Linked DNA regions of Mus musculus: all the other regions are linked to region 3. The links are chromatin contacts, called in public HiChIP or PLAC-seq, Micro-C and promoter capture Hi-C maps. All regions are on one chromosome and are shown on one strand. Each heading gives the region's core, a stretch centred on a gene start, on an enhancer-like site or on the middle of the called end of the contact. The rest is flanking DNA. Distances are from core to core; before and after follow the strand shown. Region 1 holds the start of Slit1 (slit guidance ligand 1). Region 2 holds the start of Lcor (ligand dependent nuclear receptor corepressor). Region 3 holds the start of Ccnj (cyclin J). Region 4 holds the start of Arhgap19 (Rho GTPase activating protein 19). Region 5 holds the start of Frat1 (frequently rearranged in advanced T cell lymphomas). Region 6 overlaps Pdlim1 (PDZ and LIM domain 1 (elfin)).

Region 1 (4,919 bases), core at 113-2,612, 910 kb before region 3:
TCACCACTGTGACAAACTGCCGTCATTGCTGGGCTTAGGTTCTGCTCCCCCCTCCCCCCAAGAAGGGGGACCCTGCAGTAGCTCCACTAGGGGGGCTTTTGACTCTTGACCATCTGAGCTACTTCTGATGCCCAGTTGTTATCTGCACATAGGGCCCTGACTCCCGGAGCTCAGCTCAACACGAACTCCAAAGCTTGCGTGGAGTTTCCAACAGAGGAATGCTCGACAGAGCCATCTTTATCGGGGGGGGGGGGGGGGGGGGGGAAGTCCTTCTCTTTGAGTGCAAAGCTTTGGAAGGGATGCACATGGTGTGGAATAGGAGGAAGGGGACACCCACAGTGACACTCAGATCACCAGATCAACCCTGTTGATCAATGGGATGACAGATGTCTCAGCCAGATCTCCCTCACATCCGGAGCTCAGCTCTTTAGAGACCCAGAGAGCCACAGCTGTCCGTTTTGGGGGAGGTGCTTTCTTTTCTGGGGTTGGAGGGAATTCTGTCCCTCACTGGATTTCCTATTCACACCCACATCCCCAACTCTGTCAGAATAAGAAAATTCCTTGCCCATGGGGCTGTGAGGCCCGAGGTCCTATTCAGGTACCAGTTGACTGGGTGGTGTTTTTTTCTTCTAAACAGGTTCTGTGTTCTCTCCACTCTGGCCTTTTGAGAGGACCAAATATTCCTTTTCTTCTGTTTCCACCTGCCAGATGTGGAGAGGCTAGTTGCTGGATTTCCAAGGTGGCTTCCTATTGGTATACCAGTAGAGAGGCTTGTGTAGAAAACACCTCCCCTCCGGACTTACAAAGTCCTGTCAGGACTCCTGTCATCCCAGCTGGCTGGCTTCTGTTCCCGGAAGAGGTTGGGTTCTGCCTTTAGGGAGAGTATGTGTTGAGGGAGAAGACTAACCTGGCCTGAGGCTTTTATATTCTCTCAAGTCTCTTCCCTCAAGGTCCCAGGCTGGGCAAGGAAAGACAGCTTGGAGAGGCCATCTGGTACAAGAAGCCTCACCAACAGTTGACAAAGGAAGTTGGTGGGGCCCGGTGACCTCTTCAGCCATTGGGGAAGTCTGTGGTCCCAGGGAAGGGAAGGTGTAGGGAAAAAAAATCTTTTTGCTCCTCTGCCCTAGTAGCTGAGGGTACTGAAGTGACTGGTCTAAATGTACACATCATTGCAGTGTGTGTGTGTGTGTGTGTGTGTGTGTGTGTAGCTTACAGAGCAGGTCCAGTCTGTAAGCCCCCTTCCCCGGGCCCCCGCAGCCCTTGGCGCCTGGGAGGTTGCACCTTTGAAACTGTATGCCAGCGGCTGGACCTCTGTAGCAGCAGAGAAGTGGTGGGGAGGAGGCGGGCGGTGGTCCGTGCTTGGGGGGGAGGGCGGGAAGGAGTCTGGCCCTGGAAGTGTGCTTTTCGATTGATGGATGACTGCCGGGTGTGAGCGAGCGTGCGGGTGTGAGTGTGTATGTGTGTGTGTGTGTGTGCGCGCGCGCGCGAGGTGTGTGTGTGTGCGCGCGCGCGGGGCCTGCCCATTTTCCTCCTCACAGCAGTCAGTTGGGAGCTGGAGGGAGAGGGAGACGCCGGCAGCGAGCACTGGGAGAGGAGCTGAGCGCCCTCCGCTTAAGACGCCTTTCCTGGGTCTACGCACAGACGCTGTCGCTGGGAGCATCTAGGTACCACTCGATCCGCAAGGGCGCATCGCACGATTCCACCGGCTCTTCGGTCCTTCGGTGGGGATAGCACCTGGAGCTAGCCCCGGACGGGGATGGTCAGCGGCTGCGGCCGTCTGGCACGCGAACGGGACACGGCGAAGGCACCATGGCGCTAACGCCCCAGCGCGGGTCCTCTTCGGGGTTGAGCCGACCGGAGCTGTGGCTGCTGCTGTGGGCAGCCGCGTGGCGCCTGGGGGCCACGGCGTGCCCCGCCCTCTGCACCTGCACCGGCACTACGGTGGACTGCCACGGCACGGGTTTGCAGGCCATCCCCAAGAACATCCCACGGAACACCGAGCGCCTGTGAGTACGGATCCGCCCGTCCACTGGGAGTCCCTCCACCCCCTCGACCCCTGGTTGCTCTCCCACCCTGACGGATCAGAGGGACCGGAATCGGGTGGGGGGCGCTAGACCGTTGGGCTCCGTCGCCAGTAGAGGAGTCAGTGCCTTGGTAGGTTTTTAGGAAACCAGAAACCAGGAGCGCATTTGCAGGTGCCAGATTCAAAGGGCCCTGGAAGCATCCTCAGCCCTTCCTCACACCTGCCCCTTGCGATCTCTGCTCTCCGCTGTGACAGGTCCTTCCCACTGTACAGCACTTTATTCCTCTAGGGTACCTGGAGCCTTCCTGGCACCTAGGAGAACAGCTTCCCACAGACTCCAGGCACGGTGTCTCCTTTTGGACACATGGGGTTTGCTGGGTTCTGAGTGGGCAGGTGGATTTGGGCTCTGAGGGCTCGCTGCCACGGACCAGAAGTTTCTGAGCACCTATTCTACCCATTGTTTGGTCCCAGAGCCTGGATAAGTCTTCCCTTGAAGGTGTAAGCAACCTACCCTCTCCTTCAGTCTTCATCCTGAGCCCAGGCAGACAGACAATGGGACCCGAGGGCCTTTGGTTTGGGTTTTGGGGAATATGACATCGGAACCCTTACAGGGTGAGAGGAGTCCTGGACTGCGAGCTCAGGGATGATACTAGAGGCCAGGAGCTCGGACTGGGACATAAGGTTGGAGACATTGACAGTGACAAGTCATAAAAACCACCCTTCCTTCCCTCTTGTTCTCTTGTACTTCTGGATTTTGAGGTAACTCCACCCTTTCCAGACCTGCCTCATGAGCACGGTGGAGCGTGTGTGATACATTTTCTCTTTTCCTGCCAAATGTGGTCGGTGTGAAATTCCGGCACCTAAGGATACCACGGCAGTGTGAGTCCGGGGGGTCTGCGGGTCGTGCGAGTGGATTTTTAGTCACACACAGGGCCTTTGTACACTTTCAGAGGTGACTGTACCAGGGGATTTTTTTTTTTTTTTGATACTTTGGGGAAGGTTAGTGGCTTCTTTGAAACCATGCTCCTCTTTCTTTCCACACTCCTGGGTGACTACAGTGAGCGTCAGAAAAGGTATACATATTTTGATAACTCAGGAGCATACTTTCATGAGTCTCAGCTGGCCAGAGGCAAACCCCGGGGAGAGCTGTTGCCTACATCAAACTCTGAACTTCTGTACCGAGGCCAGCAATTAGTGAGTACATGCTTGCCCCAGACTCTTTCTTGGCTGGGTTTGAGACATTCCCGTGACAGTTTCAGAGAATTTGCAATCTGCATGCAATCTAGTTGGGAACTGGCGTGTGTGTGTGTGTGTGTGTGTGTGTGTGTGTGTGTGTGTGTGCACGCACCCATGTAGAAATTGGGGTGACCGAACTGAGTTTCCTTGAGTCAGCCTCATGGACCTAGAGAGAAATTAAGGACAATCAAGTCTGTTTGGAGGACCTCTGAGGTCACCTTGGCCTGTTCTTTCCGGATGAAATTTCTGTCCCCTGCTTTACCCAGTGGTGTGTTTTTTCTGGGCTATTACCCTGGCAGCAGCCCACACAGGAGACACATGAGGCCCTCTCCTTTGCTTTTGCACCTTGTCTACTCTGCATTCTTGCTTTCCCACTGTCCTACTACCTTGACTGCTTCTGATAGGCTCTGCTTTGCCTTTCATGAATTCTTTAGTCTTTTCTAGTCAGTGAGATGGAAGTGAATCCCCAGACAGAGCAGAGTTGGGGGTAGCCCTGGAAGCCAGAGTATCTGGGTTAGAAGCCCAGCTCTGTGAATTATGGGCTATGTGACTTTGGACAAGTTACCAGACTTCCCTGAGCCTTGGTTGCTTTCTATTAGGAAATGGAGTCTGGGCTACATTGGGTTTCTGGTTCTTGTGGCAATGGAAGGTAATGTCTGGAAGAGGCTGGGTAGTATTCTGGTGCTTGCTTAGTAAAGCGCTATGATGGTAACACAGGGAGACAAGTCTCACGTTTATCAAGCCAGTGCCTTCTCTCAGTTCTGAGGCCCCAAAGAGAGTGAACCTGTCTCTGCCTTCAAAAGGCAGATGGTATGAAGGGCTGGACAGGGGACCGTTAGTAGGAAGATATAGGGAGAGGCCCAGCTAGCCATGTGATGGGGCTTGAGAACACAAGGCCAAGAAGCCCTTTTGGGGGTCTAGGGGGCTTCTTAGAAGGTGGAGAGTGTTGTTAGGGTTGGTGGGTTTTGCCAAGCAGAGTCCAGGCAACACAGGCAGGAATGACTGCCTGAACACAAAGCCTGTGTGGCTGGCCGGCCATGACTGGTGTAGCCTGCAGGTCAGATTTTCCCAAGGGCTGAATCACACCATGTCCAGAGAGGAGAGGAGCCTGGGTTATAAAGAGAGATCGGGAAGGGCCAGGAAGGCCTTTCTCCAGCTTCACATTCCCCTTGAATACGTCTGGGTGGGAGTCCAGGGTGATCATCTGGAGGAGCTAAACAGGTGAGCTGGTCAGAGGCTGGCCAGCAGCTCCCCAGGTTGGGAAGCGTCTGAGGCTGTGTGCTTACCTTCTGTTCTCTGGGCATCTCTGGTGGTCGCCCAGGGGACCCAGCAACTTTATGACTATATATTTTGTAATGCTGGGTTCAGACCTATTCGGCCAAGTGGGGAGACATTGCTCTGGGTTTCTGTAGAGACCTCTGGAAGAGCTTGTGTAAGGCCCAGCGCTGCTATGAAAATTGGTCTAACCACAGAGGCCAAGGGCTGGGTGAATGAACAGAGAAGGGATACCAAATAATCTGTTATAGAACAATTATAGTGGAGAGCAAGGACGGAGGAGACCTGCTGGCAAGACCCTGGAAAAGTCATGGCTTTGTGCTCAGAGGGCGCCCAGGCTCAAAGGGTCCATTCACGGTGGCCGGATGCTAACTTTTCTCCTTCC
Region 2 (5,092 bases), core at 129-2,628, 650 kb before region 3:
GAGGCTCTCCACACCCCCTCCACCCTCCCCCCCCCCCAGCAGATATGTCTATTAAATCAGTGTCTGTTCTCCCCCTCGCACAACAAAGAGAACTTCTCACCGCATGAAATTGCCGCTGAATGGACACCAGAAAGCAGGATTTGCATAATTCCTTCCAACGAAACCCCATCGGGAAAGAGGGGACCCCGGGCCCAAGTGGACGGACAGAATTTCCCAGGTCCGTCTGAGGAAGACCTGAATCCCTAGAACGCGCCCCATCCACACGGGGGGCTGGAATTCCGGGCCTCCCCGAGGACTGGGCGTGGGGGACAGAGGACGACGAGAGGGCATTTCCCCACACATCAGCCGCACCGAAGCAGAGACGGGGAAATAACAATGCTGAGGACATTAGAGTCAGACACAAGGATGGACAGAGGCTAGGGGGCGGCGGGTGGAGCAGACACCACAAGAGCCACTTACTTTTTGGAGGGGGGTTAAATATGTGAGTTAAGCCCTTATGGTCCCGCCGGCCGCCGCACAGAGGGAAACGGGACCTTGGGAGAGAAAAACAGACAAAACACACAGTGTGAGAGGTGCAGCTCGCCTCCCGGCCCCTCCCGGGCGCCCCCCACTCCCGTCCACGCTCCCGCCGCCCGGGGAAGCGCGCCGGTCGCCGGCCGCCGGGGCTCCGCGGAGGGGACCAGGGTGACCCCCCCGCCCGGCTTCCCACCCGGGCCTCCCCGCCGCGCGCGCACGCCAAACACAAATCCGCACACACCGACCCGTGCGTCGAGGACTAACTCCGCAGCCGCCGCTGCCAGCAGAGGAAGTGCAGCCGCTGCCCCCCGCGGCCATGACACCCCACTTGGCTCGCTCAGGCGGACGCGGGGCCTGTGACAGCTCCGGCTCCCTCCGCCCCCATCTCCACCTCACGCCTCGCACACGCCCGAGCGCCGCCGCGCGTGCACGCGTGCACGGGGGCGCGCCGCCGGCGTGGGGGAGGGGCGCGGGGCGAGGGCAGGTGGGGGCGACCCCGTGCGTCCCGGCGCGCTGGCGGCGGCGGCGGCGGGCCCGGCGTCCACAATGCGCCCGCTGGGGGAGAGGCCGCGCGTCCGAGCCCGCCCCGCGAGCCGAGGGGAGGGGCGCCGCGGCGGCGCGCTCGCGCTCCGGGGGGTGGGGGAGGGGGCCGAGCCCGGGAGGGCGCGCGGGGCCGGAGCGCGGCGGACTCTGCCCTGCTCCCTCCCACGCACGGGAGGCCGGCGGCCGGGCGGCCCGGGGCACCGGTGGAGGGCCTCACCTACACAGTGGATGAGCTTGTGGCGCCACGAGTCCAGTTCTTGCCGAAAGCCGCGTCTCTCAACGGAGCATTGCTGCCGCCTACACACCCTCGCCATCTTCTGCCGCCCGCCCGGCCCTGCCTCCGCCGCGGCCCCGCGCACGCCCAGCCGCGTCGCCCGGGGCCGCGCACGCACCCGTGGCCTGGGCGTCGCGCCTCCCGCCGGGGGCGGCGCGGGGGCAAGGCTGCGCTCACCTCCCCGTGGCCCCGTGGCGGCCCGCTCCTCCTCCCGCCCGCCCGCCCGCCCGGCGTCCCCGCGCACCAGCTCTGCGTCCCACGTCCAGTCCCCCCGCCCCGCCCGGAACGGCGTCTTTCTACGCCGGCGCTCGGTCCCCGCGCCGCCCTCGCTCTCCAGGCAGGCCACGGTGGCCCCGGCCCTCCCCGGGGCTTTTGGGTTTTAAACTAGTCCCATCTATCACTTCCTACCTGCCTATCGGCCCGCACCAACTGTTGCAAGTTCCGCACCATTGCTTCTCGCAACTTCTCGGTCGAAACGGCTCCTCCCACGGGGGCGCCGTGCAAGAGCAGAAATAGGAATAAATGCCCGGATGCCCTTGGAGGCATTGAGCCCCGAGGTTTGCAAAGGTGAAGTGGATAATTTTAAGTTTTAAGTTATCGAAATGCTTCGCCGGTATTCATAAGCCCCAATTTAAAAAAAAAAAAAAAAGAAAAGGGTTTTAAGTCAAATAAAAAGCCTAGGGGATCTCTTACTAGCAAGACTGATCATAGTTGAAAGTCTTAAGAGAGCTGAGAAAAAAAAATGTGCTAGTAGAAAATGAATTTCAAACTTTCAAACAACAGCTTAAGAATATGTTGGGAAATATACGCCCAGATCCGTAGTTCAGGAAAGGACTCAGAACATTTTGATGAGAAAGGATTTCCAGGTGCCTTCTGGGATAATTAAACCACCTTGCACAGGGAGCCTTGTTTTGTTTAAACATCACACTATTAATTACTTGATTTATTTGAAAGAGAGGAGAAAGAGCAAGGAGGAAATAGGAAATGAAAAAAACGGAAATGGCTACTTACCAATACAAGCTAGGTGGCCTCTTCCTCACCCTTAGAATTTGAGAGTGCATTCCTTCTAAATATTTAAATGTAAGTATTTCTGTAGGTAAAACAAAATCATCACTTGACCTCAAGGATTCCACTGATGTGTATCAAGTCTGGGTCTTTGAAGGGAGGGCGCTCTGGCGTGGGAACGGGGGTAACTGCCCCTAAGAATGACTTGGTGGGTCTCCTGGATAGGAGTAAGATTACGGGTAGTAGGCACCTTCCATCTCAGAGCCAATTAGATTTCCACAATTCTCAAAGCCCGCACTGTTTCATCGCTTTAGACTACTACACCATCAGCCGACCACGATGGTGCACACCTGGTAATAGCAACAGTTCGGTGGGCTGAGAGGCAGGATTGCAAATGCCAGGCCAGCCTGGGCAACATAATGAGACCGTGTCTCAAAGCAAGACCCCTGGCAAATAAAGTCTTAGGTCAGACTTCGTTGAGTTTCTGTGTGGTTATTACTACCCTGGGTTAGGTGGGGAGAAGATCAAAGGGAAATGACCGCTAGCTGGGAGAAACCATCCCGTTCCCTATCTCTAGCGTGAAATTCCTTTCCTCACCACTAGGTGGTGGGTTTCAATCTTGTAGATTTTAAGCAACTTTCTGTGATGGTTGGAGAAAGTGTTTCATAAAACATTTTGTTGTTTTTAATAAGTGAGCAATGTACAAGTTAAAAGTAGTTAATAATATACTTTTCAAATCAGGATCCATATGTTTTAAAACAAGTCAAGGGAAATAGTTTCTCAACATAACCTCTTGGAACAGTGGTTCTCAACCTTCCTAATGCTGCGAACCTTTAGTACAATTCCTCAGGCTGTGGTGACCCCCAACCATACAATTATTTTGTTGCTTCATCATAACTAATTTTGCCACTGTTATGAATCGTAATGTAAATATTTTTGGAGATAGAGGCTTGCCAGCAGGGTCACAACCCACAAGTCGAGAACCCTTGAAGTCTCAACCATACAGATTCAGAGATTTCTAAGGGATCTCAGAGATTAATTCAAAGTGGAAACAAGCATTCTTGTTCCTTTCAGCCAGAAGCCCAGACAAGTCAGATTGAATAACAGAAGGTGTGGGGTCAGTAGAAGCAGGCACAAACCCAGAGACAAGTTTCCAATTCTGAACTTAATGCTATGTCCGCTGCTCCACTGTGAACCTCTGCTTCTACTTCATTTATTTAAAGTAGAGAACCAACCTATAATTGACTCTTCATGATGCTTTTTTGAAAGACAATATGCTAGACTGTAATGATGATGATGATGATGATGATGATGATGAAGAATAGTGGTTTTGTTTAGTCCTTGAGACTTTGCCTCTTCGGAATGTGAAGTAGGTTTTGCTCTGCCATCCTTCCCAGTGTACAGGTTGTTATGGTTTGAGTGTGAATGTCTCCCACAGACTCATGTGTTTGAACTCTTGGTCCTCCCTCAGCTGGTGGCCCTGATTTGTAAATGTTGTAGAAGCTTTGGGACAGGCACCCTAGCTGACAGATCTAGCTGCACATCTGGAGGACTGCAATCTTGCCCAGCTCCTGCCCTGAACTCTGCGCTTCCTTGTGGGTGCCACACTGTCACAGAAACCCTCCCACCATGCCTTCCTTGTCATGAGGCACCAAATGTCCTGTGCTCTTCTCTCTAATTGCGAGTCAGAATAAACCTCCCCTTACATTCTGTCACAGCAATGAAAGAAACAATCTAGGAGAATTGGAACCATGTGGCTCTTGGGTTTCATAGTCAGTTTGCAGGAAGAATGTGGAATAGTTTGGAGCTATGGGCTGGAGAGGGTATTCTGGCGGGGGTTGAGAAGTTCAGGATGCCATAAAAAGGCACAGTGTTCACTCTGCTGATGAAGTTTCAGAGAAAAACAAGAGTTCTTTCGGAAAATGGGGCAGAAGCTATTTGTGTTATAGTCTGGCAAAGAATCTGGCTGCATCTGCCTATATCCGGAAAGTATGAGAAATGCTCAGATTTAAAATAATGGACTAATTTGTTTGATAAAAGGAAATTCAAGATAGCGTATCAGTCAGCAGTGGCACAAATATTGCTCACTTCCGTTAGCCAGTCAGGTTTACATGAGAATTCTCAGGAGAAAGAAGTGGGGACCTGTGTATAGATCGGGGCAGGGTTGTAAACAACCAATAGAGCAGCTACAAAGTGAAGATAGCTGTCAAGGTCAAATGTACACACAAGGAAGCCTACAACCCTGTCCGGGACAATAGGAATGGTGTCTAGAGGGTAGCCTCTGCCATTGAAGGATCCAGCACGCCTTGCCCTAATAGCACAGAGAGGACACTCAGCTGTGGTCCCAGGGAGCCAGACTGTGGTCCCAGGGAGCCAGACTGTGGTCCCAGGGAGCCAGACTGCATCTTGAGTGGCTATCAAAACTCAGTTCTATCTGCACAGTGCTAATTTTGTCAGCATATAGAATATAAAAGTTACAGGTGTATAAACTGACAACATGACCACTCCATGCTGAGGGGGAAGATTTTTTTTTTAAACATGTTGATTTCCTTTATTTTAGATTTATTTACTTATTTATTTATTTACTTACTTACTTATTTCATGTATGCGAGTACACTGTAGCTGTCTCCAGACACACCAGAAGAGGGTATCAGATCCCATTACAGATGGTTGTGAGTCACCATGTGGTTGCTGGGAATTGAACTCAGGACCTCTGGAAGAAAATTCAGTGCTCTTAACCTCTGAGCCATCTCT
Region 3 (4,749 bases), core at 823-3,322:
AAATCTTTAAACTGTCAGCCCCACCCCCACACTCAAAGTACCATTACCATTTAAACCAAGTAACTAGTTTTGCTACACACTAGAAAGATAAAAAGACTGACACTTAGAAAAATCCAAATATACCTCCCCAAAATTCAAAGTGAATTGGGACTTTTCCCTCTAACATTCCAAAGAACCTTTCCGTAGTTGGAACATTTATGTAGAGCAATCTCATAGGGGTCTGGGATGTACTCAGAGTAAGAGACTGAATGCCAGGACTATTAAAGAACTTTTGGAAATTTCAAGCTGGGGGTGCAATTTTAACAACTTAAGCCAAGATTCCATGTCCTAATCTGCTTAATTTGGTCATATACACCAGATATAAACCTATTATCATTGAAAAATCCCTAAGGCTCAAGCTACAGGATCTTATTAAAGAGTCAGCTGTTTCGATCCTTTCCCAGTTTTCATCCAAGGTGAAACTGAGTTAAGTTGATCATTCTGGGTCTTCCCTCTGGCTGTCAGAGAAGCAGGGCTATCGCATATATCTGACTTATAACATCCATCCTATAATCATTAGTTAGAATACCCAGGCTTTGGTCCAAAAGGAGTAGGTTCCCCCCCCCCCATGACTATTAAGAACATTGTGTCTATTTTCTACACTTGACATTACCAAGGAATAGCTCCCTCCACCTTAAGGCTTTTTGTATAGCCTGGATTTGAAGGACCAAGGAACAGTAAGTTATCACATAGCTCTTACACTGTTCTAAGTTCCTGCACAGTACATACTTAACAGATTTCACAATCACCCCATAAGGACGTTCTGTCGTTGTTATTTCTCCTTTTACAGACGAGGAAACTGAGAAAGAGAAAATTAAGTTGTCCGAAGTCTCAGAGCAGGTTTGGGGAAAGGTTGGAGAACTGAGTTATGTACAGGGCTTACACCAGCTTCATGCAACAGCATGTACGAAACAAGGAGGGCTGTTCACTCACACACAGACACAGACAGACAGACAGACAGACACACACACACACACACACACCCATGGTCGACCTGGCAACATCGGAACACCATCCACCTTCCTTCTCCCAACTACCACGCCCCAGTCTTCTCCACATTTACAGGTTCTTCGGATGCAGCCCAGGGAAGGAAGAAGTTAATTAACTTTGACAAATGAGCAAACTCGCCTTCTCTGGCCTGGAAGGTAGAGAGTAAAGAACCTGACTGGCCTTTCCAGGAAGCACAAGAGCCGGGATGGGGAAAGTCGGGTCTCGGGAGTTACCTTGTACCGAAGCGCCTGGTGAATATCCGCAGCCAGCTGTCCTCGCCACCACTGCCCCTCCAGCTCCATGGAAGCCGGAGGTGCGCCCGGCCAGACGCCGCAACTTCAGTCTGGAAGACACGCCCCAGACGCGGTCACGGCCAGCAACTCCCCCCCCCCCCAGTCCCCCCGCGATCCTCCGCGCCCCCTCCTCCAGGGATGCGATCTCAGGTCACCCCGTGCGGCTGCTCCTCTTCACCTGACCCGACCCCGAGCCATCTTCCAACGCCAGCAAGGCCTGATCTACCCAGTCGTCTGCAATCGCCCGCTGCAAGAACTGCAGAAAGGTGCGAGCTCTGAAAGCTCCGGGCGGGACGGCCCACCTCGGGCTCTCCGAGTTCTGGGTTCGACCTCAGCCGCCTGCACTTAGGCGCGGGAGCCCTGACATTGTCAGAACGTCGCCGGAATGGAGAGTGACCAGCGCGCGACACCAGGTCCGCGCCGACAGCCCCGCACGCTCCACCACCCTGGGGGTCTGCGGTGCGCCCGCCGCAGCGCGGACCCGGAGCGGCAAACAAAAGGCCGGGCGGGCGGCCGTGCTCCGCGCCTCGCTTCCCCTCGCCTCGCTGCGCTCCCGCAGGCCTGCCCGGCCCACGCGGTTTCTTACCCGGAACCGCGGCCCTCAGAGCCCCAGCCCGGCCGGCGTGCACGGGGCGCCGGCAGCGTTCATGCCGCGGACCGTCGGCCGCGAAGCCCCCGCCTCAGCTAGGGCCCAGCACCCGGGCGCTCGCGCCGCCCATTGTTAAAGGACCGGCAGGCGGCTCGCCGTACAAAGCCAGCGCCGGGGCACGGGCCGCCCCGCGCTGCCAATCGGCTCTCGCGATACAGCGGGGTCGCGCCTCGCCGTCCAATCGGCGGCCGGGCCGAGCCAGGTGCTACTCCGTCTCCCGGGCCCCTGCCCGGTGCCGGGCGGTCTCGCTCTGCAGCCTCCGCGGTCTGTCGGCGCCCGAGGGCCGCTCACCTGCAGAGAATCTTTGATGGGTCCCGGGTGCTGGCAAAGAAAGATGCGATGTCTCAGCCCCGGGATTAAAACTTGGCAGCGCGGATCTGGCCCGCTGTCTCACTTCCGAGGGGCTGCTCTCCGGGATCCTCCCCCTACCCTAAGCCTTCCGAATGGGCTTTAGCTCTTACCAGTCCCTAAGGCGCTTTGGTTGTCGAGTTCTGCTCCAGTCTCCCCTCTAAACCCAGTACTCCTTTTAGCTCTTCTAACTCAGCTCTTCTTGTTGCTTTCACTTCGGCGATTCGCGCGAGTTGCGACTGGAATTGACATCTTTAGCAACCTGGCTTGTCAGATCCATAATGGATGTAATTGACCATCTGTGGTGGTCAAGGAAGAGACCCTAAACGGTGGGAACACTCCAGCGTCAATTGAGGCGATTGGCTGGGGCTGGAAATGTAACAGAAACCCCATCAGTTGTATTTGAGAGTGTCTGGAGGACCACCCCAAAAGAAGTAGATGGGTTCCCTCAATTTTCCAGAGACTGTAAAGCGACTTCCTTCAATATTTAAACATAAATCATGAGACCTCACCCCTTACTTTGAATATTTTGTTTAGAAAGAGGAAGAGTGACAAAGGGCTAGTACAGAAAAGGATGAGTGCACACTTCGGGAGCATGGCTTATCACCCTGGTATTTGCATCCATCCCGGAAGGGCTGCTGCAGACCCCTGTGTGACAGTGTTATACAATGCCTGGGGAGAGCAGGGGTTCAGGAAATGATGGGAAGAAACTGGAAGCATGCACGTGAAAATTGGCAGAACCCAGCCTAGCCCGGTGCATTTCGGGAAGAGACTACTAGTAGAGGGAAAGGACGTTATCTGGCTAAAATTTCCATGTCATTTATGGTATTTAAGTAGTACTCAGTTTCCAATTCACGACTACTAAGCAGCTTTTGGCTTCCAAATGATTTAGGGTCCAGGCCTTTCTTAAGAACCTTTTCAGAAAAGTGGGTCACAGACTATAATTGCCTATGCGATCCTGTAATAAGCAGGTTGTCCTACAGTCTACTTTGAACACGTTGTTTGCCGGGAGAGACCGGTTCAGAAATCATGTATTATTCTAGACTTAGATGGCTCTTTATAAGATGCCAGTATTCATCCTTGTTCATGCCTGTGTATGTCTCTGGTGGTCTCTCTAGAGTCTACATTCCTAAAAGGAATTTCGGTCTTACTATTTTTTTCATCCCTTTAGAGTGAGCTGGGCAGAAGGCACTTCAACTCTGTGTTCCCACAGTTTACATTCTACTGGGAAGAGAAAAGTCATAATAAATGAAAGATAAATCCATACCACACGGTAACAAGTGCTGTAAGGCAAACAAAGTGAAAGGCTAGATAGGTGGATAGGCCGACGTTTTATGATAGGGAAGCCATGCAAAGGCCTGAGGGGAAGCGACTGGCTATCTAGATGGTGGATGGGCATGCCAGCAGAGGGGACAGTAAACACGACAGGGTTCCATTTTGGAAGGAAAGTAGAGGGCAGTTTTCCACTTCAGTAAAGATAATCCAAACTTCAAAAGACACTAGCAAAGGTTTCAGAGCGAACCGGGCAAGGCACCCGCACAACAGAGAATGGAACCTCGAGTTGGGTTGCAAGAGATGAGGGTGGGAGCTGATTCTCTGGAAGGCTTTTGGGACTGCGGGCACTTCCGGCAGTCGGAAGCCACCACGCTCTGGCAGCCAAGACACTAACATCGGAGCACGCAGGGGAGAGAATTCTTCATGAAGCTCTCTGTACTCAATGCACGTGTTCATCAGACGCTGTGCGCTGAGAACTGGGGGAGGGGGATGAGCAGTACAGGGCTTGCCCAACGTACCCGAGTCCCTGGCTTCAAGCTACTGTACCACAAAAACCAAAACACTGTAAACCAAATACACAGAATGTATTTAAAAGTTAAAAAAGAAAAGAAAGCCATTGCTTTTTGTCAAAAAGAAAACACTTTAAAATAAATGCAAGCAAAAGGCAAAAAAAAAAAAAAAAAAAAAAAAAAAAAACCCAAACCAAACCAAAACAAAAAAACCATAAAACCAATATAAAACTATGCATACTAACTGGCAGACTCCTTTCTCCACTTCTTCCAGAGGTGGCCTTTTCCCAGAGGCACCACTACTGCTGTGTCTTTTGTTGTATCTTCTCAGAAGTATGCAGGTCTTTATAGCAGCACACACATACAGCCCACTTGCCTCGTTTTATGTAAAATGGTAGCTTATTCCGAGGTCTACTGTACACCTCGTTTTTGCCATACATCCTAGTCTAGGGATCGTTCTGCAATGGGACATCCGGGGCTCTTCTCAGGCTCTATCAAATTCCTTTGGATACGGAACACTCACTAGGAGCCAGAAGCCCCGGACCCTGTTCTTGATTTGTTTCCTTGGTACAACTTTACACTGTGGCACTGTTTACGTCACCGCAAACACATTCACACCCAGTGTCTTTGCCTACAACACCATCGT
Region 4 (5,082 bases), core at 481-2,980, 970 kb before region 3:
GAATGTGAGTACATGTGTGGAAGCCAGAGCACAATCTCATGATTCATTCTTCAGATACCTTCAGTATGTGTTATAGTTCTGAAGGGAAAGGCTTCCCCATTACCTTTGGGGATGGAAATGGGGTGGGGGTTAGGGGTGGAGGGGTTAGGGTGGGGGAGGGTTGTTTCCCCCAATGCAAGTGTAACACCATCTCTGCTCCAGCAGGGGGAGATGTCCCCAGTGAAAGTGTTATAGCTCTGCTCAGAGATACTCTGGCAGTCCTGAGCCAAGGAATACCACAAAGTCCCACCCAGCATACAACCAACCTCACACAGGAAACTTACTGCAAGGGGAAACCCGCGGAGGGTGGCGGCCTCTGCTGGGGTGAAAAGCGGCAGAAGCTCAGCGGGTTTTGTATAGGGTTTCTTGGTGGGGCGGGACAGGCGATGAAGACAGAGCTTTCCAGGGTGTCCAGGGAGGGAGTGGTGGGATTTTTGTGGCCTGATTTTGGGGCAATTCTAGGGGTTGGTGGGAATTTTGTGCTCAGGGATTGGTGGGATTCTGTTTCTTGGCCCTGATTTTGAGCTTGGGGTCAAGATAGGGTCAAGGTTGCCTGGTCTGGGGGTCAAGTCAGGGTCACAATGTTCTTTCCCTTCACTTTTTACTCTCTACCATCTATATTTTTTGCTTTTAGAAAAGATTTTATGTGTCTCTGTGCATCTGTGCGCATGTGCCCCGGAGGCCAGCTCTGGAGGCTATAGGAAGGCAATCAGTCCTTTGGAACTGGACTCACTGTCTGGCCCTTGTGAACCTTTCAATGCAGGGAATCAAACTCTAGTCTTCAGGAAAAGCAGCAAGTGTTCTTAGAACCACGGAACCATCTCTAGCTGCCCCTTATTGTTAATTGTGAATTTCATATATCAATACCATGTTTTTTTTTTTTTTTTTTTTTTTTCCACCTGCCTCTGCCTCCCAAGTGCTGGGATTAAAGGTATACGCCACCACTGCCTGGCTTAGTCACATTTTCTTGTTGGCCTGAAGTCACCCAAGGAGGCTTGTTTGGATGACCCAAAATTTGCCTCTCTATTCTAGCCAGTGCTTTTGGTGTCTTTATACTGACTTTCCCCCTCCCCCAAATATGTACCCTGAAGATCAGCCCCTGCATACATACACACACACATACATACATTCATACATAAATACATACATACATACACACATACATATATACACACACAAGAGTTTACTTAGGGTAGCTTACAGGAACGTATGCAATTTACCACTGATTATATACCATTGAAGAAAATGCCTTTTCTTCCCTTTTACTAAGCCTATGGATCTTGGGGGTGGGGTGAATGGGGGTTTAAGTGAGTGAGGGGTGATGAGCCCTTTTCCCTAGCAACCGTTAACTGCCTACCGAACTGGGGGATGGGCAGGGCCTCAAGAACCTTTTCTCTTCAAGTGACTTTAAAAACCGACAGTTTTGTAACTCAGAGATTTACCTAGCGGGGAGGGGAGCGCAGCCAGGAATTTGTGACTTGATCCGCGGAACTACATGGGTTAATCAAAACGAGAAACTACATCTCCCGGTAGGCCTCGGGCAGGTGTTTCTCCTGCCCTTTCGTTGGTTCTGTGCTACCAATGACAGTTAGATATTTGAATAGACCAATAGTAGCATGGAACGGTTCTTATTTAGGCGGGGCCATAGGTTCGTCCAATCGTACAGGACTTAGAAAACCATCCTAGCCAATCTAAGGGCTAAGGGGCGGTGCCTGAGGCGGGGCTGCAGACCAAGCTGCCGCGGAAGATGGCGGCTGAGGCGCCGAGTGGAGGGGAGGCGCCGGTCTGCGACTCTGGCCGGAGGTGAGCCAAGTTTTCCGTCCTGCTGCCTAGGAGACGGGACTGTGGGCTAGCGATGTCGCCGCCCTGCCCTTGAGTCACCGTGGTCCACAGGCCCGGGCTTTGTTCCTCTCTCCCGTGGTGTCTACGCCGACGCGCCTGCGGGGGCTGAGGCGGGTCTTTGCGGTCCGTGCTTCCCGCTGCGCTGCTCTCCGCGAGTCCCACGGCCGTGTGTGGAGCCCTCCCGACGCTCTGGCTGCAGACCCCCGGGCCACGGTCATGGTGTCTGCCCTGGCGCCGAGCGTTTTGAGTGGCAACTGAAGCCCAGAGCGGTTTAGAGAATCCCACAACGCCCCGGGAGCTTTAAATGTCCTTCGTGACAGCCTCTGCGCTTTACTCAGAGCCGCGACTTGAGTGATGGTTAAAAGGGATTTTTGTCCCCTAAGCTGGCTGACCTTTCTCGGCTTCAGCCTTCTTCTGTAAATAAACATAACGATACTTATTTCAGAACCTGGACGGGATGACACAACCTATTTAAAGCGCATAGCACCCATCCTGGCAAACACTTCAAAATACGATAGATTTTTATGTTTCCTTGAAATTGTGATCTCATTTCTTCTTTCTGGAACGAGTACTGTCCCTGTCATAAAGTCGAGCCTTTCTTAACCGATTACAAACAAATATTTGGAGTCTGACACACTCCAATAGAATGAGATTACTTACATTGTCAGAGAGTATGATCAATGCTATGCTTTGGTACGGAGTTAGTACAGAACAGAAGAACCAAGAATTTTGGGAAACCGAGTTTGTGAGCCTGATTTTTCCTGAGCCCTGATGGGCTTGTGTGGGTATTGTTACTGTTTTGTATGGAGGAGTTTTCCACTCTTTGACCTTTTATTTCTCCCGGGAACTGTGCCCGTGGGTTGATAAATGTCATTAGATTATCTCTCCTCCGACTCGAAAATCCTGAATTGTAATGAAAATGAGGACAAATGAAATACTGTTCTACAGCAAGAGGACTTAGAATTCTTCCTTGAGGCTGCTGTCAACTGAATGTAAAATTTGAAACTGTTAACTATCTGACCAACACAGTTTTCTCTGAATCTGAAACCCTCTATTGTCGTTACTGAGACAGGTTCTTGCTAAGTACCTCGGCTGGACTGGAACTCCCAGTCTCGTTTCAGCTACCCGTGTACTTGTCAATTGCATATTGCAGGGGATTAGTCTGGGGGTTCTTGTGAGGCTTATTTATTTATTTATTTATTTTTGAAACAGAGTCTCTCATGTAATCCAGGGAACCCCAATCTTGAGCTTCCGAACCTCCTTCCTCTGCCTCCCAAGTGCTGGAATTACAGGCATATGCCACCAAGCCCTGTCTTATGTGCTGCTAGGCAAGCCCCCTACTGACTGAGCTGCATCCCCAGCCCCATTTAATCAATGGGACTAACACTTTTTAAATCTGTCATTTATCGTGCTTGTGTATGCCTGTGCACACACACTTAGGTACCACAGTGCATGCACAGGAGAGCAGAAAGCAGCTCACGGTTCTCTTCTTCCACCGAGTGGATTTGAGGATCATGCTTGGGTTGTAGGCTTTGCAGGGAGTGCCGTTACTCACGGAGGCATCTCACTGCCAAGGTGTGTAGCCCAGCACTTACAGATATGCTGCATAACTCTGTCTTTGGCCTCTCATACACGTCCTGAGGAGACAGTCGCTCTCTGAGAACATCTTCTGTGGGCTCCATGTCTTGCAGCAGTGGGCACAGAAATGACTGTAGATTCAGTACTGGGCAGTAATGTAGATAATTGATATCTCTGGGTACTGAAAGGGTTTGCTCTAGGAAGAAAAGCCTAGGGAAAGGAGAGAGACAAGGCGGGATGACGGCTGTCTGTTAGACCCCGGAGATGCTGAGGACCGGTTGGCAGGATTCCTTATGTTGAGCCTTGGTAGTCCTGCCTTGAGTTGGGATCTGCCCTGCACTGAGTTTTCTTCCCTGCCGTGATATGGAGAAGTTGAGCACCATGCTTACTGAGCAGCTCATCAAGAACAGATACAGACATAATGCCTCTTTTCATCTGTGTGCCTTTTTCAAATAATGATGACTTAGTAACCTGCTTAGTAAATACTAACTCACACATTTGAATTTGTAAAGTGCTGTTCTTTTAAAACTTTAAAAATATCTACGAATAAAATTATATCTGTATGTTCTAGGATTTGGAGATTTAGAAAAGAGACAAGTTGATATAGGGGGTTCTTTTATTAACTGAAGTCCCCAAATGTGATTTTGCTAATTCCATTTAATTTAGAAGAGACTGGAATTAAAACCTTATTTTTGGAGTGTAGTTTGCTGTTTGATTATTAGGGGCTGTTAAAAGAAAATTGTCATATTTTTTCTTTTTATGGAACTGATATTTCATTAATATTTGTAAAGTAGTTGCTACTGTATATCAAAGTTTCAGGCACTCTGAGTATGTTTCTGAGCTCTCTATTTTCCTTGTCCTTTTTATTTCCTCTTTTTAACTTATTTGGTAGAGAGTAGGTTAATACCAAATCGCCTGTTTGGTAGTTTTCACGTATGAGAAAACTGATAGATACAAGCCATTATAGAGCACAGGTAAAGGGCTGCCTCCCAGCATCTATGATGGCACCAATAACTGAGCTTATCTGTGTGCTTCCACCCTGTGCCCATGCTTCTCCTGTGCTTATTGCCCCACTACCTTTGTCTGTTGTGGTGCCTGGGAGGCATGTATTGCTGAACTATAGCACCATATTATCACCATCCTTTTTTTGTTTTTTGTTTTGTTCTTAAGTCAAGATAGTATAACTAGATGTGGTGGTGAACACCTATAAGCATAGCACTAGTGAGGTAGAAGCAGGGGAGTCAGGAGTTCAAAGGTCAGCCACATCTTATGTGTAGTACTTGATGCCAGCCTGGGCTACACGAGACCTGCCTCAAAAAACATAACCAAAATCAAAATCCACCATCGTGGACAATGACTATATGTTATATATCTTTTTCTATATAAAGATTCTATGCTAACAATAATAAAAGTTTAAAGAATTGAAGATCAGATATGAGCACAGACCTGTACATCTCAGCCCTCGGGTTATTGAGGATGGTGACTTTAAGATCAACCTGGGCTACAGTAGTGAGACCTGTCTCAAAAGACAAAACAGAGAGGCTGGGTGGTAGTGGCACACTCCCTTAATCCCAGCTCTTGGGAGGCAGAGGTAGGTGAGTCTCTGAGTTTGAGGTCAGCCAG
Region 5 (4,397 bases), core at 1,584-4,083, 1.0 Mb before region 3:
AAACCTGACCTCAGTTTCATTTAATTTCATGCCAGCACCGACACACACCCAGCTGCACAGACCTCATCTAACTACTGAGCTGCTCAGACACAAAGGCCTCTAATTACCAGCCTCGAGCCAAGCCGACAGAGATTTCAAGTGTTTTCATGTTTATGGAGATCAGAGAAATGTGTTCTGTTCATCTTTCGCACTGGAGGCAAGTACAAAATAAAAGCCGGGGTGTGGGGGTGTGTGTGAGGGGAACCCAACACATTTATTCAAAAACAGTTATTTCAGTTAAAATCCTATAATCAGGACAGCCACAATTCCAGTCACTCCGGTGCGAAGTGTAGATATGTCAACAGCCACATCTGGATGCTGAACAAGCCATTGACTCCAGAAAACTAAAACGAAATGGTCGCTCAGAGTGAACAGTGTTTCCAAGCACTTCACAGTCACAATAGCAGAAAAACCTGCAGCTTTCCCATTTGGAGGGTCACATTTTCTACTAGGGTTCCTTCCCTTACAAAGGCCAGCTGGCACAGCTGGGGGAGGGTCAGGAGGAAATCAACTCTGTCTATCCAGGGAACTGCAGCTGTTATTACAAATGGCCCCGAGAGCCCATTAGAAGAGGCTGTGTGAGACTGTGTCCCAAGCTGTGTCCCTGGAGTGCCCATTATGTGGAATCTCCCCAATCCCCTACCCTGGCCCCTAGCATCATCAGCGCCACCCTGCTTGAGTAGGGCAGCAGAACCAAGGGGGAAAGGTGGTACTCGGTCACTGTCTCAAGGCAGTTTGTCTGCAAGCCAGGTGGAGGGGCAGGGGCGGTGGCCTCGGACGGGAAGCACACTCAGCACTCGCCATCCCCACCTCCTCTGGGATGTGGCGGGAGCGTCCTTAGGGGACTCTTGCATTTGCAAAACAGTGTGCTCTCTTCCTAGCAAGGCCATTCGGTTGTCTCCGTGTTGGAGTCCCACTACACGGTGCACACCCAGGAAACAGTGACCTTGAACCCCCAAAGGGATGGGTCTCCTTTAAAAACACACTTTACGAAGGCAGGAGGGGGTCACTCCTTGCTTCGCCATACCCTTCCATTACCCAACACAGCTCACTGCTGTCTCCACCTTACACTCATGGGGTGCAGCTTTCCCTCAACACTCTGCTAACAGCAACCCTTTGAAAGAAAAAGGGAACGGACAAAAAAACGGTTACTTCTATTCAGCCCCAAGAGGGTCCTCTCGTTGTACCGCATGTTTTACATTGAAACCAGCACCGCAAAGGATGATGAGATGGTCTTTTAACTGTCGTTAAATGTTCAAGTGTGGCATTTTGGAGGGGGGGCGCCCCCCGAAATTAAGTCCACTCTTGTTTCCCCCTCCCCGAAAATGGATCAGGAACCAGCCCTGAAAAAGTACAGCAAGTAATGGGGATCATCGTCCTTCGTTCCATAGCAGGCTGAGCCGATCCTGAGAGCATGCACCGTGGCCACGTGGTCCCCGCTTGGCCAGGAGAGTCTGCGTGGAATTGCAGCGACCAGGTTGAATCACGCCAAAAAAAAAAAAAAAAAAAAAAAAAAAAGGAGCCCTGCTGACAGCCTGCGGTGCGCTCTGTAGATTCTGCTTTAAACAAACCTAAGTCCTGGGTTTCAAACAGTTCGGGGCTTTCAATTTCAGTTACCCATGAAAATATCTGCGATATTTCGGCTGTCTTCCTTAGCTTATTTTCCCGTTTCCAAATAATGCTCGAGTCCACCACCAGCTCCGGCTGGGTGAAGCCCTGGGTAAATCCCTTGGTCCCCGGCTACAGGCTGGTGCTGTGGCCACTTAGGTTGTTAGCTGCCAGGGACAAGAAGGTCGTCCCCAGTTCTGAGCTGCGCCCTCCCCATGAAAGCGCCAGGGTCGCTGCAGGCCGCGCGAGGGCTCCCGGGCGAAGGCGGCTCATGCACTGGGGCTGACAGAGGCCCGAGGAACGGGTGTGCGGGAAGCTTTGCGTGTAACTGTAGCTGTCGCGAATGAAGTCTGCGCACCGCCTCCTTGATGAGGTTTCCCGAGAGCACGAGCTGCTGCAGGAGCCGGTGCGGGTCGTCGTCGTCGCCAGTGCGGGTCTCCGGCTGAGATCCGCGTCGCTGTTGCAAGCGGCGGGACGCGGCTGCGTTCCGGAGCCAACCCCGGCGGCACGGGCCCGACAGTGGCTGCGGGGTGCTTAGTTTGCCGGTCCCCGGGGGTCCGTCAAGGCCCGGCTGCTGGGGCAGCGCGCTGGCGCCGGGGGAGATCTCCGCCACGCAGTAGGGCGCCGACCGTCCCCGCACGCGCCCGCGCTCCCCTAGCACGCAGCGCACGGCCCCCGGGGGCGCAGGGTTCCCGGTCTCCGCTGACCCCGTCGGCCGCAGCAGCCTCCTAGCTGGGGTCCCGGTCTTGTCCGCCGGCAGCGCCGCCAGGACCTGCGGGGGCGGGGGACCCGGGGCGGCACACGGCGAGGCCGGGCGATCGTGCGCTGCGTCCAGCTGCAGCGTCTCGCCGATCTGGACGATGAGCTGGTCCACGTCGGTCGAGCCACCCAGAGTCACCGACTGCTGCAGCAGGAGGAAGCTGTCGTCGTCCTCCTCCCCCTCCGCCTCGTCGCCGGCTTCCTCCTCCTCCTCCCTCCGGCAAGGCATGGCCCCCCGCCCGGGCCCCCGCGGCTGTGCGGGCGTCGCTGGCAGCTCGGTTGGCCGCGGGCTCGGCGAGCCGCGGCTGGGGCGGGAGCGAGGCGGAGGCCCAAGCCGGGCTAGGCAGGGACCACCGGGCAGTGGCACCGCGCGCCTTAGAGCCGCGGGAGCCGGAACGCTGCCGGCTTGGGTTGATTTGTAAACAATGGGTGACGTCGCGTGGCTCCTACCACCGTGCGCGGCCGGGGGGTGCTGTCTCCTTGGCAGTAGTGAGCCTGTAGGGCCAGGGCACAGAGTAGAGCCTGGCTGCCCCCGAGCCTCATCGGCGTGCCTACTGTGTGCGGGGATGCACTGGGAAGTTGATTCTGGTTCGCTCAGCCGGGCCTAATTGGCATTCCACAAGATGGACACCTTGGGGGACTCGATTGGTTTCTTCCACACACAGTCACTTCCACACACTTACACCTCCACACACTCCCCTCAGCACGTCAAGTGGTTTGGTTTAGGCGGTGGCTTTTTTTTTTTTTTTTTTTTTTTTTTTTTTTTTTTTTTTTTTTTTTTTAAAGGTTTGGGTGACAGAGTCAGAGGAGGCTGGAAAGGAGAGGGAGTGAGGTTTGGACTCGGAGTGACGATTAGGAAAAGGTTGTTGCCAAAGATGGAAAGGAGGATGGAGACCTTGTCTGATGTGGATGGCTGAGCTGGAACGCAAACCGGCCACAGATTTCGTGGTTTTTTGGCTTGGGTTCCAGGGCATTTAGGGGCTGCGTTGACTACTGGCTCTTTGCAAGGAACTGTAATATGGCAAGTGAATGCGTGTTAACGAAATTCAGTAGTCAAATGAAGACTAGTCATCTAGAAAGGGTAGCAGTGGTGAGCTGGTTATATGAAAACAGAGCCTCGGCCATCTTAACTGTTCCAGATAGCATTGTTGAATTAATGGTTAACCAAACCTTTATTAGTTTTTTTTTTTAATATTTATTTATTTTGTGAAAGGGCCTTGAGTATGCTCTTGGATTGGCTGTGTAGCTGAGGATAACCTTGAACTCTTTATCCTCTTGCTTACAGGTTGGGAACCACTAGGTCAAGTGTGTTTATTTAATGATTTTTTTTGGAAGGGTTGGGGATTACATCCAGGGCCTTGCACATGGCAGGAATGCTTTCCTTCTGAGCGAACAGTAATTTGATGACCGCTTTCTTTCTTTCTTTCTTTCTTTCTTTCTTTCTTTCTTTCTTTCTTTCTTTGTTTTCAAGACAGGGTTTCTCTGTATAGCCCTGCCTGTCTTGGAACTCACCACGCCTGGCTGATGATGATCATTTTCAAATGGACTTCAACAGACCCCTGGGTGGTGACACACATCTGTAATCCCAACACTAGGAAGGCAGAGGCAGGAGGATCACAAGTTCAAAATTATTCCTGGCCAAATAGCAAATTTGAGGCCAGCCTGATACACAGAACTCTGTGGCCTAGTTTCTATTACACACACACACACACACACACACACACACAGAGAGAGAGAGAGAGAGAGAGAGAGAGAGAACTTAAAATAAGTGAATTTGTAACGTGTAAATTGTGTAATATAAAGTTGCTTTAAAACTAGTCATAGTGCCGGGCATGGTGGCGCACACCTTTAATCCCAGCACTCAGGAGGCAGAGGCAGACAGATTTCTGAGTTCGAGGCCAGCCTGGTCTACAAAGTGAGTTCCAGGACAGCCAGGGCTATACAGAGAAACCCTGTCTCGAAAAACCAAAAAACAAAAACAAAACAAAACA
Region 6 (4,835 bases), core at 1,060-3,559, 580 kb after region 3:
ACAACTTCTCTTTAGTCCTGTCTTTAAAATGTTGTCAGATAGATGCTTGCTCATCTAATCTGTGTGAGCAATGTGTTGTGAACACTCTAAATATATTGTAGGAATCCTCTCTGTGAAGGTAATGTCTGTCTGTGATTCATTTGATCTGCCCTCCCTATTCTCACCCACACTTGTCCTTTTGGAGACAGGGTCTCATGTAACCTAAGTTGCCCCAAGAATAAGTTTGAATTTCTGATCTTTTTGCCTCCACCACCCAAAATGCTATCATGTCCAGCTCATGATATTTGGAAATCAATCCTAGGGCTTTGTACATTCGAGGCAAACATTCTACCTTTTGGGCTGTATCCACAGCCCCAACCTTGTAAAAAAGAGATGGCTCATAAAAGAATGTTAGCCCATTGGAGTCTGATCTGATGATCTTTTCTTATAGTTTTCAAAACTTTCCTTTGGCTTAAAAAAAAAATCAGACAGAAAGATAAGTTGCTAGGTCAAAATTATTCAGGTGTGGGGCTTCTAAGACTGGTTTTAGCTTGTCTGGGGCCTGTTGGGATGTTCTCTGCAGAAATGCCACTCCCACAAAATGAACCAAATGCTGGAAATTCCAGACTTCTTAGCAACTGAACATAAGACATAAAAAGAAACTTCCAAGTCTGGCATCGTCATTTTTAAGGGAAACAGTTACTTTAAAAAAAAAAAACATTGTTGATTATTTTGAAATATTCATTTTAAAACATTAAGTATGTGTGTGCCCATGTGGGTACAGAGAAAGTCAGATCCCTGCTTTGTCACCCCCCCTTTATCCCCCTGAGACAGGTTCTCCCTCTTTGTATTTTTTAAATTTAAAATAAATTTATGTTTATACAATATATTCTGATCATGGTTTCCCTTCTCCTCTCCCAGACTCTCCCTACCTCTCCATCCTCTAACTCCATTCTCTCTCTCTCTCTCTCTCCCTCTCTCTCATAAGAAAACAAATAGGCAAATAAAAAGACAAGGATAAAAAAAATGAACAAACAAATCAACAAAAGAAACAAAGAATGAGTGGGAGAAATGTCTATACACACCCATAAAAACTCAGACTTGGAAACCATAATATACATGCAAAAGACCAGTAAGGTTAAACAAAAGTCCAAACAAAGCAATGAGTCTTAAAAAAAAAAGTTTCCATAAATGCCCTTGAGTTCATTTAGAGTTGGCCATCTAGTGCTGGCCACAGGGTCTGCCCTTAAGTGTGATTTGTGTACCCAGTGACTCCCTTGGAGAAACTAATTTTTTCTTTGCGATCAGTTGTTAATTGGAGAGGGATAGGGGCTTGCATCTTGCCCATCTCAGCAGTGGGATCCAGTCTGGTTTGGACCTGGGCAGGCCCTGTGCATCAACCCTGTGTGTCTGGAAGACATTATTTCCTTCATGTCGTCCACCTGCCTCAGTCTCTTGCTATCTGTCCACCTCCTCTTCTGCACAGTTCCCTGAGCCCTGAGAGACAGGGCCTCTTCCGGAACCTGGAGCTTCTTCATCATGGTTTAGCTAGCACTCATTCCTCAGCAATCCTCCTGTTCCTCCCACTCCCTGAGCTTTGGGATTATGGGGCTCACTGACCAACACTCAGCTTTTACATGGGCTTGGAGGACCTGAGTTCAGGCCCTCACGTTTATACTGAAAGAACCCTTCCCCACTGGATAATCTTCCCAGCTCGTGATAACATCTTTAAGGACAGTGGATATTTTTAATTTGAATCATTCTTTGGTTATTTATTTTGAGTACTTACTATCATGTATTAGAGGTCAGGGAAGACTCTGAGAAGTGTGATTTAAGAAGAGACTTCAAAGGTGAGAAAAGTAAGTCAGGCAGAGTCAAAAATATTGAGGTGGGAAAAAACTTGGGGAGGAAGCTAGAACTTAGTGGGAAAGTAGCCTGAGGGGAGGGCCTTGCTGAAGTGTTACAGGGTTGCCCTAAAGGGACCTGCTCTTTTATACTATTACATTTGGTCATAAATAAGTGGCTTTGGTTGGCATTGTTCTCCTGGTTTTCCAGCTAGTCTGCTTGGAGATAGAATTTGCCAGTCTAGAGCCATTACCAATCTCGAATAAAGAAATACTTAGATAAGACCATTAAAAAGTGAGGTCGTGGTTACAACAGAGTCTGAAGCCAGCCCGGGATACCTAAGACATTCTCCAAAAATGTCAAACAAACTAAAACAGAAAAGCAAAATTCTGCATTGTCCTTTAGAAAACGCGGGCTGTGTACAGCATAGCGCCAGGTCAGCCTGTGTTTTTACTGCTACTCTAAGTGAGTCAGAATGAGTTTCCTATTGCTTATTAGAAGGAAGGGCTGTGTCAGACGTCTCACTCAGCGACTGCCTGGAGCACAGCTCCTGTGTCGTGAGAGTCAGATGGGCGAGGAGAGAAAGGGTAGGAGGTCAGAAGCTCTCAACTGGCTTCCGGTCTTCACATTCCAGCGGGCTGTTTTGTCTGGTGAAGCCAGAACGTGTTCAAGCTAGAGGGGACCGCAAGGACTAGCCCCTCATTGTGTGGGGTCCGGGTGCCAGAGAGGGAATAAAACACCACAGGGCGCCCACACCAGCAGCCGTATGAGGGCTAGTTTTTTGGTTTTGTTTGGGTTCTTTGGGAACTTGGCTGTGGAAAACTGAGGCTTGTTTCCTTAGTCTTGTATCCTGATTTGGTACTTTGAAGGACCAATGTAGTGTATGGAGACACCGGTGGATCGCAACATCCTCCGTTAGCTCCCGGAGCTACAGGGTTTCCCAAGAGGAAACAAAAGTCCTTTGGGCACTGGGATCTGAGGATGTACCATTCTTCCCCTGGCTTCCAGTTTACGATGACTTTTTAATGTCATACAGTCATGGACTGGCTCTGGGGTGATGATGCTAACATTTTGGTATAACCCTGACTGAGAAAACATCCACTAGCGAACAATTACTCCGAGGCCAGCGCTGCCTCGGAATGAGTGCTGTTCATCACACCAGCATCCATGCTTACTTGAAAAGCCACTGTAGGTCTGTGTGGGGGCACATTTATACTGTCTATAGGGCATCCTCCGTGGACAGATGGATTTGGGGACCTGAGACATTTACTAACTGACCACCCTAGGCATACGTGGTCTGCAAATTTAGAATGACTGGTCTGGAAACCTAGCTTGTAGAACACCAGCCACCTGTAGGGAAGAGCCCTAACCATGGCCAATTTCCTGGTGCAAACCCACACTCTATATTTAAAAAAATTGTCTTTATTGCTTTTTTTTTTTTTTTAAATTGTAAAAGTAACTCAAGATCATTGTAAAGAGATTAGCATACAGTGATTCCAGTTTTGTCTGGGCTTATAGTTTCTAATATTTGCTAGGATTTTACAAAAATAGAAGTTATCACATACAATGTTTTCCAAATGTGCACATTTAAAATATGTTGGTGACTTATTCTGAGGTCAGAACACTGAGTGAGGCTCAAGGTTTGAGTCTGCAGTGGATAGCAGGATGTCTAGTAATGTACTGGTTGGGTGACCCTGCGTAGGTTTTGAGCTTCCTAGAGGTGTTCATTTCTGACAAAGTTGTTGTAAGGAGACAATGAGGTCACATACAGGAAAGACTCAGTGCATGGTAGGTAACAGATTGTATAAACATGAAGGATTGCTACTGGTTAAATTATAATCTTAGCACACTGTCTTAGTTAGGGTTTCCATTGCTGTAAAGCGACACTATAGCCAAGGCAACTCTTAGAAAAGGAAACATTTAATTGGGGCTGGCTTACAGTTTCAGAGGTTCAGTCTATTATCATCATGGCAGGAAGCATAGCAGCATCCAGGCAGACATGGTGCTGGAGGAGCCGAGAGTTCTACATCTTGATCCAAAGGTAGCAGAAGGGAGCTGTCTTCCATAAGGAGGTTCTCTCTTCCACATTGGGCAGAGCTTGGGCACCAGGAGACCTCAAAGCCTGCCTACAGGGTGATACACGTCTTCCTCCACACCTCCTCCAACAAGGCCACGCCTCCTAATAGTGCCACTTCCCATGGACCAAGCATATTCAAACCATCACACACACTTATTCTCCATGCGCTTTCTTCTTTTATCCTTCCAAGGTCTTGGTATATATCCAAGGCTGTCCTCTACTTCTGTTCCCCTAGACCTGGGATTACAGGTGTGCAGCATCTTGCCAAGCTCTCCTTTTCCATGCTCTGCTCTTTATTAGTGAGTACTTAACCCCGTGGTATTTCCTCATTGGTTCTCCTGGACACAAACAGTAACTGATGTGGGGTCCCCTCTGTTGCCAGGTCACTCCCGGAAGCAAGGCTGCTATAGCGAATTTATGTATTGGAGATTTAATCACAGCCATCGATGGGGAAGATACCAGCAGCATGACACACTTGGAAGCTCAGAACAAAATCAAGGGCTGCGCAGACAACATGACGCTCACAGTATCCAGGTGAGGCTGAGGAAATATTTAGTTCATTCCTAATAGACTGGAAGCTGCTTGTGGACAGGGCCCGCGCCTCCCCTTCCCTAATCCCCAATCTCAGAAGCCCCTGCACTTCCCTGGTTCTGTGCTATTATGCATAATGAAAGTACACCAGTCCACGGTTTTGGATTTTGGGGTTGCTCATTTCTTTTCTCCTGTGCACACGACTTATCTCTTGTCGGCTTATCATGTGTCGGCCTCTGCCTATTAAGTTACCACACTTTCACTTGATGAGACACAACTAATGAAAATGAGTTAGGCACTATTAAGGCATAATGAATGTAAATGTCTTCCTGAGTATCAGTTCCTACCAAGGATCCAAGGAGTAAGGGGTGTTGCATCCTGAGATCACAGCCGCTGTTAGGTA

The links. Promoter capture Hi-C pulls out the DNA fragments that hold promoters and counts their contacts. Hi-C and Micro-C count contacts between places; a contact is called where the count stands out from the background. HiChIP or PLAC-seq counts read pairs in DNA pulled down with a chosen protein or histone mark.
Region 1: an H3K4me3 HiChIP or PLAC-seq map of bone marrow-derived macrophages shows a contact between it and region 3, with 4 times the contacts expected there. The contact joins the promoter of Slit1 here to the promoter of Ccnj in region 3. A contact is called at or near these places in 3 of 39 promoter capture datasets (hippocampal neurons, liver and pre-B cells) and 1 of 115 datasets of contacts at active chromatin or transcription factors (bone marrow-derived macrophages).
Region 2: a Micro-C map of embryonic stem cells shows a contact between it and region 3, with 5 times the contacts expected there. The contact joins the promoter of Lcor here to the promoter of Ccnj in region 3. A contact is called at or near these places in 2 of 39 promoter capture datasets (cranial neural crest and second pharyngeal arch cranial neural crest), 1 of 484 Hi-C or Micro-C datasets (embryonic stem cells) and 1 of 115 datasets of contacts at active chromatin or transcription factors (pancreatic cancer cells).
Region 4: a promoter capture Hi-C map of liver shows a contact between it and region 3, with 4 times the contacts expected there. The contact joins the promoter of Arhgap19 here to the promoter of Ccnj in region 3. A contact is called at or near these places in 4 of 39 promoter capture datasets (cranial neural crest, hippocampal neurons, liver and 1 more).
Region 5: a contact with region 3 is called in an HNF4G HiChIP or PLAC-seq map of pancreatic cancer cells. The contact joins the promoter of Frat1 here to the promoter of Ccnj in region 3. A contact is called at or near these places in 2 of 39 promoter capture datasets (hippocampal neurons and pre-B cells) and 1 of 115 datasets of contacts at active chromatin or transcription factors (pancreatic cancer cells).
Region 6: a contact with region 3 is called in an HNF4G HiChIP or PLAC-seq map of pancreatic cancer cells. The contact joins the enhancer-like site here to the promoter of Ccnj in region 3. A contact is called at or near these places in 2 of 39 promoter capture datasets (cranial neural crest and frontonasal cranial neural crest), 2 of 484 Hi-C or Micro-C datasets (CD8 T cells and LSK cells) and 3 of 115 datasets of contacts at active chromatin or transcription factors (memory CD8 T cells, pancreatic cancer cells and trophoblast stem cells).

Annotation. Positions count from the first base shown.
Region 1 is chr19:41,740,299-41,745,217 of GRCm38.p6, reverse strand. Slit1 (slit guidance ligand 1) reads left to right here and starts at 1,362. Exons shown (of 37, transcript NM_015748.3): 1 at 1,362-2,006. The coding sequence starts at 1,810.
Region 2 is chr19:41,478,968-41,484,059 of GRCm38.p6, reverse strand. It overlaps Lcor (ligand dependent nuclear receptor corepressor), which reads right to left and starts at 1,378. Exons shown (of 8, transcript NM_001370767.1): 1 at 1,277-1,378; 2 at 460-533.
Region 3 is chr19:40,828,602-40,833,350 of GRCm38.p6, reverse strand. It overlaps Ccnj (cyclin J), which reads right to left and starts at 2,072. Exons shown (of 6, transcript NM_172839.4): 1 at 1,909-2,072; 2 at 1,263-1,372. The coding sequence starts at 1,331. Cc2d2b (coiled-coil and C2 domain containing 2B) reads right to left here. Exons shown (of 35, transcript NM_001376940.1): 35 at 3,573-4,749.
Region 4 is chr19:41,798,732-41,803,813 of GRCm38.p6, reverse strand. Arhgap19 (Rho GTPase activating protein 19) reads left to right here and starts at 1,730. Exons shown (of 12, transcript NM_027667.3): 1 at 1,730-1,842. The coding sequence starts at 1,787.
Region 5 is chr19:41,828,406-41,832,802 of GRCm38.p6, reverse strand. It overlaps Frat1 (frequently rearranged in advanced T cell lymphomas), which reads right to left and starts at 2,833. Exons shown (of 1, transcript NM_008043.3): 1 at 220-2,833. The coding sequence starts at 2,635. The coding sequence ends at 1,811.
Region 6 is chr19:40,251,510-40,256,344 of GRCm38.p6, reverse strand. Pdlim1 (PDZ and LIM domain 1 (elfin)) reads left to right here. Exons shown (of 7, transcript NM_016861.4): 2 at 4,284-4,435. Among named protein-coding and RNA genes, the nearest start is that of Gm41845, 18 kb to the left of the region's middle. Within about 2 kb of position 2,309, at least 88 of the 459 cell types and tissues checked have an H3K27ac peak or open chromatin away from gene starts, as enhancers often do. A contact at or near this core is called in pancreatic cancer cells and trophoblast stem cells, where this site is marked.